Linked DNA regions of Sus scrofa: regions 1 and 2 are each linked to region 3. The links are chromatin contacts, called in public HiChIP or PLAC-seq maps. All regions are on one chromosome and are shown on one strand. Each heading gives the region's core, a stretch centred on a gene start, on an enhancer-like site or on the middle of the called end of the contact. The rest is flanking DNA. Distances are from core to core; before and after follow the strand shown.

Region 1 (3,163 bases), core at 17-2,516, 98 kb before region 3:
TTAAAAAAAGTTTACCTTCACGTAAATTATTTCTCAAAACCTGGTATTTTCTTCCTGAACAGCTGCCACCTCTTTGTAAGAGGTGATCAGCTAGTGATAACAGCAGTGGCTAGAACATGAGTTATCACTACAAGTGGTCCAACATCCAGATTACTTACTTGCCCTGAATAAGAGGCAGATGTGGTCCTTTCTAAGGCTGGATTAAATATTAGCTACCATGGAGAGTAGTGGCTATCGGGCAGAGGAACAGAAAGCATTCAGAAGGTCTTGTGCATTGTCAGGGTCACTTTAGGATGTTCCATAGCCAACTCTACAGAAGGGAGAACTCTTCCCTAGAGAAGGGAGCTAGATAATTTTCTGATGAGCTAGATAATTTTCTGATGAGCTACACAACCGGTAGGAAAAAAATCATCCTACCGGTTCCCCCTTCCCTTGTTTTCATCCCAACCCACTTTTGTCTTTTTTTTTTTTTTTTTGTCTTTTTAGGGCCACACCCACTGTATATGGAGGTTCCCAGGCTAGGGGTCTAATCGGAGCTGCCAGCCTACGCCACAGCCACAGCAACACAGGATCCAAGCCACGTCTGCGACCTACACCACAGCTCACGGTAACACCAGATCCTTAACCCACTGAGCAAGGCCAGGGATCAAGCCCACAACCTCATGGTTCCTAGTGGGATTCATTAACCACTGAGCCACAACGGGAACTCCCCAACCCACTTTTGAGCTATCTTTTCCTAGGCTCACTTCACTGTGTCAGCCTCTTTTCCTCTGTGTCTTACAAAACTCCTATTCCAGGATCAGCAAAAGTTCCCTCTTTCTCCAAACACACCTCTCCCTTGCCCTTCAGCAGTCTCCTATCCAGCCCCCCTGCTCCCTAGGCCTTTTCTCCATCAAGTGCATGTCATTATGAGCACTGATTAGTTTCCCAAAGTGTATTTCGAGAGAGACCACCCTGATCCATCCTATGGCTTATAGAAAGATCTAACTCCTAAAAATATAAGATATAAGGTGTAGAGGGGGCAGGCACAGTTGGGAGATCCAGGTTTTAGTTCTCTCTCTGCCATTAATGACTGGTGTGAATTTAGGCAAGCCACGTGACTTCTCTGGGTAACTGGAGATCCTTTTCCATCTGCTCCCAATCTATCTCTTCTGATCTTTCCCTTCCTGTATCCAGAACTCTGCCAGATGGCTTCATGGGCACTGGGGAGTGGAGAGGGCACATAACAAACATTTACTGATCCAGTGAGATGAGGCAATTGCAGCCAGGCTGTACAAGGAGATCCAAAGCTCCTCTGGAGTCAGACTGACAGTCCAGTTGTTCTCAGGCCTCATTACAGCTGAGCCCTGCAGCTCTTGGCACTCTTGCATATCTTTAAACTTCTCCTTACCTGCCCTTCAAGAATACTAAAGTGTATCCTTGGGGAGGGAGGGGGGAAGAGAGCCTTGATTTAAGGTATGTGCTCTTCTGTGGGGTAAACTCAACTGATAACGACAATGCAGAACACGGGCTTGGGAAGAGATAAATACCATCAGTTCTCACAAGCTGGTGCCAGCAGCCTCCAGCACATCACCGTGTCGTTCCACCTTTGATCACTCTCTTTTGCTTTTCTGTTTGTTTTTTATAATGATTTTTATTTTTTCCATTATAGCTGGTTTAAAGTGTTCTGTCAATTTTCTACTGCACAGCAAGGTGACCCAGTCACACATACATGTATACATTCTTTTTTCTCACATTATCATGCTCCATCACAAGTGACCAGACATAGTTTCCAGTGTGATTATTCTCTTTTGGACTTCACTGTTAGCTCTCCTTCCTCCCTGGATTCTCCAAGGTCGGCAGTCTAGAACAAGTCTATGCTTCTTGTTTCCTCTTCTTTAATTAATGATTTTTAACTAAAGTCATGTACTCTTGGAGTTCCTTTTACAGCTCAGTGGTTAACAAACCCAACTAGGATCCCTGAGGATGAGGTTCAATCCCTGCTCAGTGGGTTAAGGATCCGGCATTGACGTGAGCTGTAGTGCAGGTCTCAGATGAGGCTAGGATCTGGTGTAGCTGTGGCTGTAGTGTAGGCCGGTGGCAGCAGCTCCAATTTGATCCCTAGCCTAGGAACCTCTATGTGCTGTGGGTATGGCCCTAAAAAGCAAAAAAAAATAAAAAAAATAAAAAAATAAAAAGTCATGTTCTCTTTTCACAATCTGATAAATTCTTTAGATCACTACACCAGAAAATTTCCCATGCACACCTAGATATTAAAATGTATAAAAATGTCCAGACTGGGGAGTTTCCTAGTGGCTCAGTGGGTTAAGGATCCAGCATTGTCACTGCTGTGGTTCTCATTACAGCTGTGGCATGAGTTCGATTCCTGGCCCAGGCCCAGGAATTCATGAATGCTGCAGCCAAAACAAACAAAAAAAGTTAATAGAATTGGTCATTAAAAAAAAAAACTTGTCAGGAGTAGAAGAAATCCTTAGAAGCCAAGGGAGCCCAGATCAAGAAATTTCACTCTATGCCAGCAATTCTCACTTCTAGCTGTGCATGAGATTTCTCTGGAGATCTTTTTAAAAAATGCCCTTGGAGAAGGTCTCATCCTCAGCCCAAATGAATTAGATTTCTGGGGCTGGGGCCCAGATAGCAATTTTAAAAGCCTCCCAGGTGATTCTAATGTGAACTGAGTGTTGACGACCACTGCTCTTCCTTTAAGCATTTCCTCTACTATCAAAACCCAGGGTCAGTGGCATGCAGCAAACAGTAGATGCAGGTATTTTTGACTGTCTACACTCATATATGTTAAAGAAGAGTACAGATATTATTTTTGTTTTGTTTTGTTTTTTCTTTTTAGGGCCGCTCCCACAGACTATGGAGGTTCCCAGGCTAGAGGTCGAATCCGAGCCATAGCCACCGGCCTATGCCACAGTCACAGCAACAGCAGATCAGAAATAAATCTGTGACTTAAGCCTCAGCTGGAGGCCAACGCCTGATCCTTAAACCACTGAGCAAGGCCAGGGATGGAACCCGAATCCTCATGGATACAGGGTTTTTAACCGGCTGAGCCACAACAGGAATTTCCAAAGATATTGTCTCTTAAAAGTATGCTAATTAAAGAACACATTGTTTCCATTCAGAAAAGTATCTGAAAAATAATCAAATCTAAATATATGGG
Region 2 (3,339 bases), core at 17-2,516, 67 kb before region 3:
CAACCCCCACAGCCGATAAGTGTGGCACTTCACATTGCCACTGGGGCTTTTTACCTTCTGAGAGTGTTCTCTGACTAGGCTGGCCCCTGCCCAATGAAACGGAGGACCAAAGATGTGCCACGAAATGTTTAAAAACCATCCAGGTGACGCCTAAGGTCCATACTCATGAAAGGGGAAAGGGGGGGGGAGGAGAAAAGCTCCATCAGCATCTGAACAAAGCAGTTGCAGCCCCTTACCCAAACGGGACAGTCGTGGACCACTAGCTTGACATTCCCAAACGCGCTGGCCTGATACTCGGTGAACACAGGACGTGCAACCGTATTGGTCGCGTTCAGCAATAAGCTGCTTTCGTCCCCTGAGACCAGCGGGCTTCTCCCCAGGTAAGTGCGGATGAGCCCCGACGGCCGATTGTCCTGATGAAAGGCGTCCCCCTCGTTCCCCAGCGCCACGATGTGAATGGACCTGGAGGACAGAGACAGGAATGAGGGGGGGAGCAGAGGCGCGTGGTCAGCGCAAGGATCGCTTTCATCAGAACAGGAAGTGTGGGGGACAGCGCGAGGCGAGGATGGGCACGAGCCCCTCGCTCAGGGGCGCCCCGCACGCGCTGCGGGGGACACAATAGCAGGACCGCGATGCGTACGTACATGATCTCAAATTCAAGGGCAGGGCGGCGATTCAGAGAAAAGCGGGTCCTCACTGCCTCTCCGGGCCCGTCGGCGGCGTATTTTCCCGCAGTCAGCTCATCCCGGGCCGCGTTCCGGTAGCTCGCCTCCACCGCGGCGCGGCCGAGGCAGAGCGGGCCCGCGAGAGCCAGCCAGCCAGCCAGCGAGACTGGGGGCCGGGGGCGTGCGAGTGGGGCGGTGTGAGCGCTGCCAGCCAGTCAGGAAGTGCCCGGGAACATCCCGGGCGGCCGTGCCGCCGCCACTGCCGAGAGTCGCCGGACGCCGCAGCCACGCTCCGCCGCGCGCTCTCAGCCGGGCAGCTGTCGCCTCTTTCTGCTGCTGCTCCTCCTCCTCCTGGCCCGGAGCGGGTGAGGAGAAAAGCTGGGCCTCCGCCCCCTCGGCGGGCCGGGCGGGCCGGGCGGGCGGGAGCAGCACGTGCCGGCCTTGAGGGTCGGGCGGACGCGGGGGCCGTGCTCCCCGCTGAGGCCCGGGAGCCCAGGGCCGCCGCGGCCGGATACAAAGGAGCGGTCTGCGCGGGGCGCGGCAGAGTATAAATTAATAAATACAACGCCCCAGTCCGAGAGCTCCCGATCGCCAATCCGCCTGCAGCAAGTTTGTTCAACTCGAAAGGCTGTAACCAGAGCCAGGGAAAGGGGGGTGGGGCGGTGAGGCCCCTGCTCCCTTAACACTGGGAAAAAAGAGGTGAGGGAAGCGAGGGATTCAGCCCGCTGGCCGCTCAAGCAGCCCAATTTTTCCCCCTCTTGGCCTTGACCAGAAGTGTTTTACCACGTCTGCCGCTTTGTCTTTTGTCAACATGTACTACAGCTGCTTTCTAGAATCATACTGGTGAGAAAAAAATAAATAAAAGCCAACATTCACGCTAGTACAGAAAGGGTTCTTTGTTCACACACCAATTAATTCGCTAATATCGTTTCGGGTGGGGGGGTGAATTATTTACGACTCCAAGCTATATTTGGCATCTTTTACCAAAAATTGCAAGGGTTTTTGTTTATGCGTTTTCTGTTGAGGTTCCTTATTGTAATAGTTTTAGAAAGTAGTTATGTGTGGGTGTTTAACGTGTTTACAAGCTAAATGCTAGTGCACATGGAGATTTTTTCATACACATTATGGCTACGTGTTTAATAATAAATAGCTCCTCAGACCAACTGAAAAATAATAATCATGCTAGTGCAAGGATACGTCAGATTCTTTCATGATAACGCCCTGAACTAAAGGTTGTGAATGTCCCCAAAGGGCCTCAAACTACCTCAATGCAAATGAACCCTGGAATCCACTAATTCCAAGCAGGGCCAGAGTTTACTCTGGGGCTCTGCTTCTACATAAACATGAAAATTCTTGCAAGTGCTCCGTGTTGAAAGAGGTCTTGTTTATCCATTTATTTATTTAGCCCTACTTTAAAATGTTGCTGCGTCTTTTCTCAACAGGGCTATTTTGAGGGTATGAAACAGGAGGTCCTGAGTAGGGCAGTGAAAAGACTAGGATAAGAGGCCCTTGGAATGTGAACAGCGTTTTATTATGGGCCCTAGTTGCTCAGTTGAAAGGACTTTCATAGTTCTCATGCTTAGATAGGGTATAATAGGAGGTGTTCTTTATGTAGTCACTGGTTTTTTAAAAATCTCATTTCCGTTTCACTCAGTGTAATTTCTCTTTTAGTCTTTAGAACCTAAATCACCTGAAATATCGAAGAGTATCACATCACTTTCTCTTGGGTCATCAATCCCCTCCTATAACCACAAGTTAAAAACAAAGACACTGGAATGGGTGAATGGATAAAGAAAGTGTGGTATATACCTACAATGAAATATTATTCAGCCTTTAAAAAGAGGAAAATCCTGTCCTATGATATAACATGAAGGAATCTTAAGAGCAATAAGGTAGTCATAAAAAGACAAAGAGTGCATCCCTCCACTTACATGAGGTGTCTGAGGGAGTTAAGTCTTAGAAAATGGAATGGTGGTTTTGAGGGGAGAAGAAAAGAGAGAGTTCAATGAGTACAGAGTTTGCGTTTTTTAAGATGAAAAATTTCACAGATCTGTTGCAAACAAGGTGCATATAGTTGAAACTACTGTAATGTATAATTTAAAATGAAGATGGTAAATTTTATGTTTTGTTTGTTTGTTTTAGAGCCACACTTGTGGCATATTGAGGTTCCCAGGCTGGGGATCTAATCAGAGCTGTAGCTGATGGCTGCCACAGCCACAGCAACGCCAGATCTGACCCTCGTCTCCAACTTACATCACAGCTCACAGCAATGCTAGATCCTTAACCCACTGAGCGAGGCTGGGGATAGACCTTGTGTCCTCATGGATGCTAGTCAGATTCGTTTCCACTGAGCCATGAAGGGAATTCCCAAATGTTGTGTTTTATGTTTGTGTGTGTGTGTTTTGTTTTGTTTTGTTTTGTTTTACTGAAGAAAGAGAGTTGGAGTTGCTAGGAAGTGGCAGAAAGGAAGACAGCATTCATTTTTGTCATCAGTTATTAGTATGTGAGTAGGCCTGTGCTGAGTAGGCGGGGGATTCAGTCTTTGGGAGTTCTCGCTGTGGAACAGTGGGTTAAGGATTTGGCGTTACCACAGCTGTGGTGTAGGTTGCAGCTGTGGCTCGGATTCCATCACTGGCTCAGGAATTTCTGTATGTTGCAGCTACAGCCAAAAGAA
Region 3 (3,377 bases), core at 867-3,366:
CTTCCTTTCTTTCTGGACTGGTAGGTGCAATTATTCTAGTTCCCCTTTTACTGAATTTGGAGTCTGCAAAGGCCTGATCCTCACCTCTTGTACATCCAGGTCTCATATCCAGTCTCTTTATTAGAATTCAAGCCCCCAGCCATTATTTCAGGGTCTAGTAACCTCCCCAGAGTTCCTGGGACATTAGTTCACACTTACTGCTTGGCTTATAGTTCCCAGTTTGTTCCTGATATGGGGTGTGTGTGGATTCTTTCCTTCCTTCCTTCTTTTCATGTTTTATAAATTCAATTTTATATTAAATTTTCAGGGGTTGATTTTATATGAAATCTCTAGTTTTTTTTTTTTGTTTGTTTGTTTTTTGATGTGAAAGGTTCTTCACTAGCTCATTTTGCCATGTTGCTGGAACCAGATGTCCTTCAACTTTACTTCTTAATATACTTTTACAAATTATAAGATGGTTAAATTTCTTTGGGGAAATGAGGTGTAATTCTACTTTTTCATTTACTTAGTAAATATTTACTGAAAATTTGACTTGTTAAAATAATGAGTGTAGGTGCTAGGGAGTCATAGGTGTCCTGTGGACTGTAAGGTTGATAGGCAAATAAGCCTCGTCAGCAGAGCATAGTGATTAAAGTGTGCAAGGTATACTATGGAAGCATCAACAAGGAGCATACAATTCCTAAGAGTTGGCAGTGTAGGCTTTCTAGAATCTGATACTGGATCTGAGACTTGACGGAAAGGAAAATTAGCCAGGTGAAGAAGTAGGAGAATCATTCCAGGAACAGAACAGTGTATATTAAGACACTGAGGTAAGAGAGCATGAGTTGTTTAGGAAATGTAAGCAGTTTCATATGGTTGAAGTGAGATAAGTGGAAATAGTCCCAGGTCAGAGCCTCTGGCGTCCTTGAGGGTTAGGAGTGAGGAAGAAGCTTCTCTTGGTTAGTATGTGAGAGGAACCTAAGTTGTAGCAAGGAAGAAAACAACACCTCAAGTCTTAAAGTCTCAGGACAGAAATATAAGTATGAATAGTGAAGACAGTGGCCTGGAGAATCAAAGAAACAACAGAGTAATGGATGAGGTGTGATGGACATCAGTGGATTGGTCTGTGAATGGAATGTATCTCTGATACCAGAGTGTGCTGAGAGGTAAGTGGCTTAGCACAGAGTTCACCTTACCCAGAGTGGATTCCAGCATGAATTCCTTTAAGACTTGTCAGGCTGCCTGTGCCAGGATGGAATTTTGTGGTGTGGAGTGAAATCTGCAATTACTGTGTCAGGGGATATGCTTTGTGGATGCATGGAGAGCATTGCTTCATGTAGGAAAGTAAGCAGCCTAGTTAACCTATAGAAGGTACGTGTTGGAGATCTTGTGTTCTATCTTAATCACTGATCTGAGGATAGTGAATGATGGAAAGGTGTGTTTCTATCTAGAACACCTTAAGTGGTTGTACTCAGACTCTGCTGGATACCATGTAGCTGGTGATGCCAGTCAGGCAGATTATTTCCCTCAAGGACTTGGATATAGGGGCATTATCATTAGGACACTACCTATAAGTAGATAGTGTTTCAGTTCTTTGATGTGGTCTGGGATGATGTATACAGTTTTGGTTTTCTCAAGATAATTAGAGAATGGATGCTGCCGCAGGAGCTCCCTTGACAATCTAAATAGGCTGTTTTGGTTGCATGCTCAGCTGTACAACATGTCCTGTTTATTTTAGCATATTTAATGATATTGTGCCGGATATGAACTGCCCAGAGCCTCAACCAATACAAATAGCCTGAAGAGATTCCAGTGGCTTGTGACATGAGCACAGGCAGTTGGGGTCAGGCCTGTTTAACTGTCTATCTTGTTAAAAGAGATTTCGTTTGTGCCTGGCTATATGGGTGCCAAAACAGGTCGCTCCTTAAACCCTTCCCTATTCTGCAGAGCTGAGATTATTGTGATATACCCACTCATTCTATAAGTGGCCTTAGGAAGGGAACACTGAAACTTTCCTGGTGGTTGTCAGTATCCCCAGCACTAGTACTTACAGAATGCTGCATCTGCTTAGCCTCATGAGCTGCCTGGCTTAGTGAAGCTTGCAGTTGTTCTGGGCTGCAGTGACCTAGATAATCCACTTGAATGCTGACCTCAGCCAAGACACGTCAGCTCCCAGACATAGTTGTTGACTTTGGCAGGCCACACAGGGCCACAGGACCCGGAGCTCTTCCTGTGATAGACTCTTCCTTATAATGGCATTAGAGATATCTGTTTCTACTTTGTGCAGACACTCTGGATGGCATAGGAAAGAGACAGCTAGGAAGAGAAAACTCTTAGCCTTAAAACTGCCTATGCCTTAAATGGATCCCAGTGAACTTGTGTTCTCCTGTTTCAGGATGAAGGCCGGAGGCTTATCTAAGTAAAGTTTCTTCCTCAACCCCTAGCGCTCCAAGGTAGACTCCAGTGTGGGGTTTAAACTGTAAACCTCACAAGTATCAGGAAATTCTGTAGCTCCTTGATGGGGCTGCCATCAATGGTATAATTCAAGATCTGGGAAAAAAGGAAAATTCCTAGAAAGTAGAACCCTGCGAATCTTGAAGACATACTTTTGCAGGTTGGCCAAGAGGTTTGGACATTCGAACTTTTATAAGACAACCTGATTAAGAACTTATTCAAGAGCAGTATTCCCCAGGATTACTCTGAACTGTTAGGAGTCTTTCATGAGTATTGTGGCTTGCTAGGCGAGACATGATCGTGTAGTTCTCCCAGACTTATAGGATACACTTTTTTTTTTTTTTTTCCTGGATCTATAAAAGCAGTCAGTGCTTCTTCCAACACTTATTTGTGAATCGCAGAGTGTCTCCTATAAATCCTTTGATGTCCCTCGTCAGGATGGTTTTGGACAACATTAAGTTGGACCTGGTAATTCTCCAACCTTCAGGTTATCTGTAGGTGGATCTCTATTTTTTTAAACAGCTTATGGTTTGCTTTTTTTGTGATTTATTTCTTTGTTAGTGAAACGAAGATGACTATAGATAGTTCTTTTATGAGACAAGGCAGTCAAAATTATGTGGGGGAAGTGGAACATAACATTATTTGGGAGAAACTTAAAAGATTGAAACGCTTTTACTGTTGAAATACCCACATAACCTTATTTGTTAATATTACCAACTACAAAAAAGGAATATATGGGTATACTATTGATATCAAAATACTTTTAACTTGAAAATGCAAATAATGTAAAATTCTTGTAACAACAGCTTAAGATTAAATTTGTGAAATAGGCCAAAACAATCTAGACAAAGCCTCCCATTTACCAAATTTACCTCACTTTTTAACATATACAGTTCCTGTAGCAAGCCAAGAATGAAACACTGTGGTTTATAATATGAAAAACA

The links. HiChIP or PLAC-seq counts read pairs in DNA pulled down with a chosen protein or histone mark.
Region 1: an H3K27ac HiChIP or PLAC-seq map of skeletal muscle shows a contact between it and region 3. The contact joins two enhancer-like sites. A contact is called at or near these places in 1 of 5 promoter capture datasets (liver), 6 of 47 Hi-C or Micro-C datasets (adipose tissue, embryonic fibroblasts, liver and 2 more) and 1 of 2 datasets of contacts at active chromatin or transcription factors (skeletal muscle).
Region 2: an H3K27ac HiChIP or PLAC-seq map of skeletal muscle shows a contact between it and region 3. The contact joins the promoter of RHOBTB3 here to the enhancer-like site in region 3. A contact is called at or near these places in 17 of 47 Hi-C or Micro-C datasets (adipocytes, alveolar macrophages, embryonic fibroblasts and 9 more) and 1 of 2 datasets of contacts at active chromatin or transcription factors (skeletal muscle).

The regions. Positions count from the first base shown.
Region 1 is chr2:102,364,199-102,367,361 of Sscrofa11.1, reverse strand. All of the region lies in intron 6 of RHOBTB3 (rho-related BTB domain-containing protein 3), which reads right to left. Among named protein-coding and RNA genes, the nearest start is that of RHOBTB3, 31 kb to the right of the region's middle. Within about 2 kb of position 1,266, at least 5 of the 83 cell types and tissues checked have an H3K27ac peak or open chromatin away from gene starts, as enhancers often do. A contact at or near this core is called in skeletal muscle, where this site is marked.
Region 2 is chr2:102,332,674-102,336,012 of Sscrofa11.1, reverse strand. RHOBTB3 (rho-related BTB domain-containing protein 3) reads right to left here and starts at 1,266. Exons shown (of 12, transcript XM_003354222.5): 1 at 645-1,266; 2 at 237-462. The coding sequence starts at 646.
Region 3 is chr2:102,266,435-102,269,811 of Sscrofa11.1, reverse strand. All of the region lies in intron 3 of SPATA9 (spermatogenesis associated 9), which reads left to right. Among named protein-coding and RNA genes, the nearest start is that of SPATA9, 19 kb to the left of the region's middle. Within about 2 kb of position 2,116, at least 31 of the 83 cell types and tissues checked have an H3K27ac peak or open chromatin away from gene starts, as enhancers often do. A contact at or near this core is called in embryonic fibroblasts, fetal skeletal muscle, liver and 2 more, where this site is marked.